Regions from separate parts of the Mus musculus genome. Here region 2 is linked to region 1. A link is a contact called in public HiChIP or PLAC-seq data. All regions are on one chromosome and are shown on one strand. The core of a region is the stretch at or near the end of the contact, and the rest is flanking DNA. Distances in the headings are between cores, read along the strand shown. Region 1 holds the start of Fn1 (fibronectin 1). Region 2 has its middle 37 kb from the start of Gm30160.

Region 1 (3,564 bases), core at 770-3,269:
GCCAAAAGATCCGAGATCACTTTCTAATAAATTAAACTTTTATAAGCAAACTTTTATAAGTTTTCTTTTTGAAGGGAGACACGCAAAACCTCTCATTTTCTAATCAAAAGCTCCAAGAGAATAAAAAGGCGGCTTTGGAGACTCGTGTGGATTACATTTGTTTTAGAGGTAAGAGCATGTGAAAAGCCAGTGCAAGAAGTCTAATAAGAGGGAATTACAAGCGACTGGAGCAGGGAGGAGGAGAAGGCAAATGTGGTTTTACTTAGAGCATCATCTCTGCCAGGGCCCAGACTGCCTTCCACTTACGCTCAGGCTTGCTCTCGCAGTTAAAACCCCGGCTTCCTCCATAGCAGGTACAAACCAGGGCGTTGCCTAGGTAGGTCCGTTCCCACTGCTGATTTATCTGATAGTGCTTCCCATTGTCAAAACAGCCAGCTGCGAAGAATTGATGGGGAAAGTTATTAACAGTTCCATCCCTCCCTCTCTTTTTTCCCCTACAAAACTACTGAATTTTGCCAACTGACTTGGTGAGCCTGCACAAACAAAAAAACTCTTAAAAGCAATATTCCACTAAAGTTCAGATGTGGAAACTAGCTAATCAAAGATTTAAGCATTGTTTATGTAGATGGATGTTTAGGGGTTTTTTCCTTCTTATCTTTTAACTTGGGTAAAAGTTATACAATGACGTCATGTCCTTATGGGCAGGGGAACTACCTCAGCAGACTTGAAACACTCTGAGAGGCCAGAAATAGAAATTACTTTTAAATCCTGAGGGCTTCAATACTCTTAACAACAACAACAAAAAGACAAGAAAGAAAACTTAAGTTGGGTGTCTTGATGACTATGCCAATAACCCCAGCTCTGTAGAAACTGAGGCAGAAGAATTGCTCCCAAGTTGAACACACAAGCCTGGACAACACAGGAGAATGCCAGGCTAGCTTAGGCTACAGTGTGAGATCATGGCAAAAAAAAAAAAAAAAAAAAAAAAAGAAAAAAAAAAGAAAAGAAAAGAAAAGAAAAGAAAAAGAAAAAAAGGAGGGAGAACTTTTAAATTTTCCTCTAGCCCAAGATAAAGGAAGAGTGTGTCTCTGAAAAACTGGAAGAGAAATGGCTATCCTTGCTCTTGGGGAAAGAATCCTAGGCTACCCCCCCCCCCCCAAAGCACTGAGCCAACTAACATCTCTTTCAAGTTGGTAAGAAACTACCTATTTAGATAGTCTCACCTCCTCCCCGTGTTAAATATTTAACCAGCTATTTGCTGATAAAGAAAATAAGGATCAGGGGAACCACAATAATCTCTGATGTAAAATTTGTAAGTTCGTGTCTCTTTTCTCTTTCACACGTTTTGGTTCCTGGAAGGGCGAACTGAAGGTGTAGAATTTGTTAGCGCACTTGAGGGGAAGAACAGACGGTCCCTACCTCCACTTCACCAGCAACCAGCCTGTTCAGACCTAAGCCTTTTGTGTCCACAGCTGGTTTCCCTCGATAAAGCGCGCACTCACACACGTTCGCACAGCCACGCACGCGCGCAAAAACTTTAGCCACAACTTGAGCGGGCGCTTGAGGACCAACCCATCCCTGCCGCCGGCCGGTTTGAACCAGACTGTCGGTACTCACGCTTGCTCTGACTGACAGCCACCGGGGATTGAGGCTGCACGATTTGCTGAGCCTGCCTCTTGCTCTTCCCGGCTTCGGTGCAGCGCACCGAGGTCCCCAGGCACAGGACTGCCAGCAGCAGCAGCCGCCCGGGTCCCGGACCCCTGAGCATCTTGAGTGGATGGGAGGAGAGTCGCCCTCCCCAGGAGGCAAGTGGCCACGAACTGTGGGTCCCCTCGCAGCCTGCGGGAAAAGTCCTGAGGTGGGGACGCCGGTAAGGAGATGGAAGGAGAGGACCAGAAGTTGTCCGGCTCACACCCTGGGCTCCTTTTCTCCCCCTGTGCAGCGCAGCGGGTGCGAGCGGTTGAGCCCCAAGAGCAGAGGCTTATATGGGACAGTACCTTCCCGCCCCCCACGAGGCCCTGCGCGCCGGGGAGGAGGGTCCGGTCCGACTCCTCCCGCCCCTCCTGCCGCCGCAGCCGCCGCCGACCGCGCGCCTATTGGCCCAGAGTCCGGGTGACGTCACGGGGTACGGTGGGTTCGCCCCGAACAAAAGAGATGCTGATCTCCCGCCAGGTCTGGGACTAGAGAACTTTTTTCCCCTTTCTGGTTTCCTTTGCGGTCGTCAAACTTTTGGGAGGAGGATTGGGGGTAGGGATGGGAAACGGCTGTAAAGTGATGTAGACTCGAAGGAAAGGGAGGGAGGGGCTGGAGCCTAAGGAAGCCTGGGGTGGTAAGGCTTACCCCCCTCATCTCTTAACTTTTTTTTTTTTAAATTGGTGGCTGTGGTGGTGTTTGAGAACATTGCGTCACCTCTGAGAAAAGTCTGTGCACACCAGAGTGTATTTTGTGGGAAGGGAAAAAGTCATAAAGTGGCCACCACCTTGTCCCTGTAGGAATCCAAACTTCACTTTTGCAGCCCCGGGGCGGGGCGGCTCCTTCTGGGTGCTTTTCCTGGGTCCTGGGCGCCGCCTAGGGTCCCCTATCTTTGCCTTTATGGTGTTAGGTAGGCTCAGACCTCGGTTTCTCCACGCAGTACCTGCCAGGTTTCAAGGAAGAGCCTGGGAGAGAGTGAGCGCGTGGCAGAGGTGACCCCCTTCCCTGAGCTTCCACAGCCCTCGGTTCCGCGCGGCGCTCTACAGATTCCAGAGAAACTCACAGGACCAAGTTTCTCTCTAAGAGGAAGCAACAGAAAGTTTCTTTTCTAAGTCGTGAAGCACAGTTTTCCTTTCCTGGGGATGGGGTGCCCGTTTCTTTTAAAAGGGCAGTAGTGAACAGCTTAAGAAGGGGAAAAGTTGAACTGGCTGATGAAGGGGGGCGGGGGGACCCTTCCCGTCCATGCCACGTTCACTGGGCCATCTGCACTCAAACCTAGGTGGCCTCTGAAGGGGGAGTTGGGGTGAGGATGGGTACAAAGATTTAATGTCTTGCCTCCCTCCAGACTTTACCCCGAATCCCCTTGCATGTGTCCGGGCGTTTATTTTATTTTATTTTATTTTATTTTCAGACTTCGCAGTCATGGCAGAATTCCACTATCCACCCCTCCCCCGCTGCCAGATTTTTTATATTTCAATTGTTATCTGCTCCAAGAATGTATAAAGTTCCACTGAAAATTCTCTGGACTTCCTACACTACTGAAGTTGAAAAGGGAATAGGAGACGTCCCCCTGAAGCCAGCAGCTCTAACACGTTGGTCTTTTTTTTTTTTTTTTTTTTAACCTTTCAGACACACACAAGCCCAGTTGCTTTGGTAGGGCTTCAAAAAGACCTTCAAGAAGCCCACTATTTTCAGAGTAGCAGATCCGAACCCCAAACTTGGCTTTCTCCCTCGGTTAGGCGCATGGTCTCCTTTGCTTTGAGAACATATTAAAGCTACTAGCTAGCAAAATATGTTGTTTGTACCAGGTTCTTGGATAATTTGAATTTGTGTGCTTTATAAAATCCTCAACACATTAAAGACACAAAATTA
Region 2 (3,564 bases), core at 655-3,154, 38 kb after region 1:
TTAGTGGTCTGAGAGTCAGGTTTCTTTAAGTATAGAGTCCCAAGGGGTAGAGAGTTAGGAAAGAGGAGAGATGAGATGGACCATAGAGCATCCTTGGATGGAGGATTAATGGCTGCTCCTGTGGAGAGGTCAGAGAGGTCTATCTATACCCCTATTCCTCTCAACACTGCTCCTCTATCACCTCCAGCCCCAAGGCCACCATGGCTGATCTCACTCCATTCTGTCCATGTCAGCAAACCCAGCTCTTCCTTGCTCCCAGACTCTTCGGTCATCTCCCTTCTGGCATCCTGACGTCCTCACAAGGTGCCGATTCCATTCTATGTGATACTCTTTGCCACCTACACAGTCACTTGATGAAACTTTAAAAGTGGAAGTGGGGTGATGTCATTCCTCAGATACTTTCAGAGTCTCTATAGCCCATTCAGAATAACCTCACAAAGCTCTCCATTCATTGACTCTGCTCCCAGACTTTGCACCTATCTGTGCTTTCCAAGGTTTTCTTCCTATGATTTAAGTCTCCTCCATGTTCTTCCCTTTGCTCTGTATTTTATACAGGCCAAAGTCCATTTGGTGTAGCTGTCACACCCTCCTCCAGATGTCCTCTTGGCTCGCCTATCTTTTTAATCTTGCTCAGATGTAATTGTTCCAGTGAACCCACCTTTGATAGTCCTGATGAAAGTCGCAGTTGACCCCTATGATAGACAAAATAATTTGTCTCCAAAGATGGTCATATCCTAACATCTCAAACCTGTGTCTATGTCACACTTCGTGACAAGAGAGAGAGAGAGAGAGAGAGAGAGAGAGAGAGAGAGAGAGAGAGAGAGAGAGAGAGAGAGAGAAGATAACTCTGGAATATTTAAACATGTTGGAGAGCATTGCAAAGTCTTTTATAAAAAGGAAGGTCAGAGAAGGACAGATAACAGAAGCGGAAGCAGGATGAGGCCATGCATCAAAGAATGCGGGTAGCCTCTATAAGTTGCAATGGGTAGGGGAATAGATTCCCCCCTGGAGCCTTCCAGAGGAATGCACCCTATTCATAGCTTGGCTGTAACCTTGTGAAAACTGTTTTATACTTACAACCTATAGACATGTTAGATGATAAATTTATTTTGCGATCAGGTTTATGAAAATTGTTTTTAAAAACTAATGTAAACTAATATAAATACAAAATAATATAGAAATGAATTCAATCCCCACCTCTACCCCTCTCAGCCCATGGACTGGCTAGTTCCCTCTGTCTTTGGATGATATAGTTATTATTTTACCCATTCATTCCTTTCACTTTCTGCTTTTACTCAGAAAAAGATCAATCCCACAAGATCAGGGAGTATTTTATTTGTTATTACACCTCAATATTAGAACAACCTGCCAGATGCTAAATTCGAAAAAATATTTGCCAGTGGCGATGTATTTGCCCTCTACCAACAGCAATATATCATTCTTAGGTTCTCTTTAATGTTATGAGATGTTTTAAATTGGGGGGGGGGTGTCATGTATGGTGGCATACAACTATAACCCAGCACTTGGGAGACCGAGGAAGGGAGAAAGTGAGTTTGAGTATGGGTGACATGATAAAGTCCCAACTAGCCATAGACTCAGTCTCATCAGTAAGTAAGTAAGTAAGTAAATAAATAAATACACAAAATGGTTAAAACTGTTCTTCCTAATATTAAGGGATTTGTTGTACACTTTTAGCCCTTTCGGGTGTAAGAGGGTTGGCAGTGTTCAATTATTTTTGGCACAAAGTTGATACAGATGAATTAGCAGTTTTACTCAAAAAAACCCACCCCCATGTTTTAAATGTCTTCAAATGTATTTCACATTTTCGATTTTCAAAAGCGACTAGCATTCCAAAAGCATTAGCAAATTCAAATGTTATGCCATTACCTAATAAAGAAAGCAATCTTTAAATTCTTGGCTAAATACCAACTTCCTGAAGTCACACAGCTTTGAATGTAAGGAAAGTCTTCTGGTGAGAATTCAAAAGTATGTTTCTTAGAGATTTAGGGAAGTAAACCCACCTGGGACATGCCTTCCCGCCTGCTTCCCCGGTCCCACCCCCACCCCCTTGCTCTTCTGCTACCACGAAGTCTCCTTTCTCTTTCAAACTGAAGACATGATAAAATGAACTGAGCCCTGCTTTTTATGAATCAGCCGTGATGGGTTTTCTCATCCTGAGCCACATCCCAGGCTCTTCTGGTACTCCTCTGCTGTCTGGGTCAATTTTCCCTCTCATCTGAGACATTAGCATCACTCCATGTGGTCCTTCAGCTCCATGCTCCAAGGGTGTCTTGGGACTGTAACTTCCTGCTCAGTGCTAAAGAAGCAGCTGTTGCCATAGTTCAGCTAACTTAGAAATGTGACTTTCTCTTTGTCACTATTGTGGAGTAGCTAGTTCTTTGACAATTTCATATGCATATGAAATTACATCCCGGTTACTCTTTCCTCCTACCCTCTCTCATCTCCTTCTTGCCCCTCCACCCCTCCTCCCCAACTTGTCCCTCTCCCAGATGCTCAAGTTTTGGTTTAGTTTAATCAGAGGTGTCCCTGTGACCACAGGATTGGCACTTGCTGTTGTTATCAAAAGGGACACAACAGAAGGTAATGACTCCCTCATTTTCTTTGTCTGTTCAAAGGAAATAATTGAACAGTAAGGGCTCCTCCTGAATCTGTGCCCAGCTATGGATGGCTCCATTCTTGTGCAGATCCAGTACAGCCAGCCAGAGCTGTTGAGAGTTCATGTTTACATGACTGTGGATTGTCGAAAAGATGGCATTTTGCAGTTGGCTACCTGTTATTTGCAAATGTCAAGGAGTGTGAAGACAATTTCTAGCTACCTGGTGCTTTTAGTCTAGTAAATAACTTCCGCTCAGCTTTCATGGTGACAAATATCAGACACTGGATCGTTTACTTTATCTAGTTCTCCAGAAAATGCAAGCGTGCTCTGCATCATTGGGCGGCCAGGAAATCGGTCTATTAACCTGTCAAACTCAGTGGAGGTCACAAGGGACACCGAGCAGAGGGACTGGATTGAGGTGGTTTACTGCAGAGACAGGTAAGTAGGAATCCCCCCAGCATCCTTTGTGAAGAGGGAGGAATGAGAGGGTCCTGGGAGGGCTTAAAGATGGAAATACCCATACACGGTCAGTGGCTCACAAGCCTGTTTCCTGCCATGGACTTTAAAGTATTTGACCTCAGGCTTCGTGTAGGTGGCTGGCCTCTGGCAAAGATTGCCTTACCTGAGCTCTGATGTAAAGGTTGGGCCAGGTGGCTAGCTAGCTGCCACAATAAAGGAGATAAAGAAATTTTCCAACTTGAAGTGTGAGCTCTTGTGGCCAGGGAAGCGCTTCGTTGGTGAATGTAGATAATGAATGAGACACGGTCTGACAAAGCAGTAGAAATACTTTGTTTCTGGACTTTCTTTGATGGTTTGGTCAAAACTTGATCAGATATACTTGCAACTTTCTTTCTTTTCTCTTCTTTTATTTTCTTCTTCTTTCCCTCTTTTCTACCCTCCCTTCCTTTCCTTCTTTTTATATTCTTGCAATGAGGCCCAAACCTGCC

Evidence for each region. HiChIP or PLAC-seq counts read pairs in DNA pulled down with a chosen protein or histone mark.
Region 2: a CTCF HiChIP or PLAC-seq map of the NIH/3T3 cell line shows a contact between it and region 1, with 12 read pairs. The contact joins the enhancer-like site here to the promoter of Fn1 in region 1. A contact is called at or near these places in 3 of 39 promoter capture datasets (the 3T3-L1 cell line, 3T3-L1-derived adipocytes and macrophages), 2 of 15 datasets of contacts at CTCF or cohesin (the NIH/3T3 cell line and embryonic stem cells), 11 of 484 Hi-C or Micro-C datasets (adipose-derived mesenchymal stem cells, embryonic fibroblasts, embryonic stem cells and 2 more), 4 of 115 datasets of contacts at active chromatin or transcription factors (all in embryonic stem cells) and 3 of 9 other capture datasets (adipose tissue, embryonic stem cells and liver).

The regions. Positions count from the first base shown.
Region 1 is chr1:71,651,215-71,654,778 of GRCm38.p6, forward strand. Fn1 (fibronectin 1) reads right to left here and starts at 2,020. Exons shown (of 46, transcript NM_010233.2): 1 at 1,618-2,020; 2 at 307-435. The coding sequence starts at 1,768. It overlaps Apol7d (apolipoprotein L 7d), which reads left to right and starts at 2,121. Exons shown (of 4, transcript NR_040308.1): 1 at 2,121-2,172.
Region 2 is chr1:71,689,792-71,693,355 of GRCm38.p6, forward strand. It overlaps Gm46094. Among named protein-coding and RNA genes, the nearest start is that of Gm30160, 37 kb to the right of the region's middle. Within about 2 kb of position 1,905, at least 35 of the 459 cell types and tissues checked have an H3K27ac peak or open chromatin away from gene starts, as enhancers often do. A contact at or near this core is called in the NIH/3T3 cell line and embryonic fibroblasts, where this site is marked.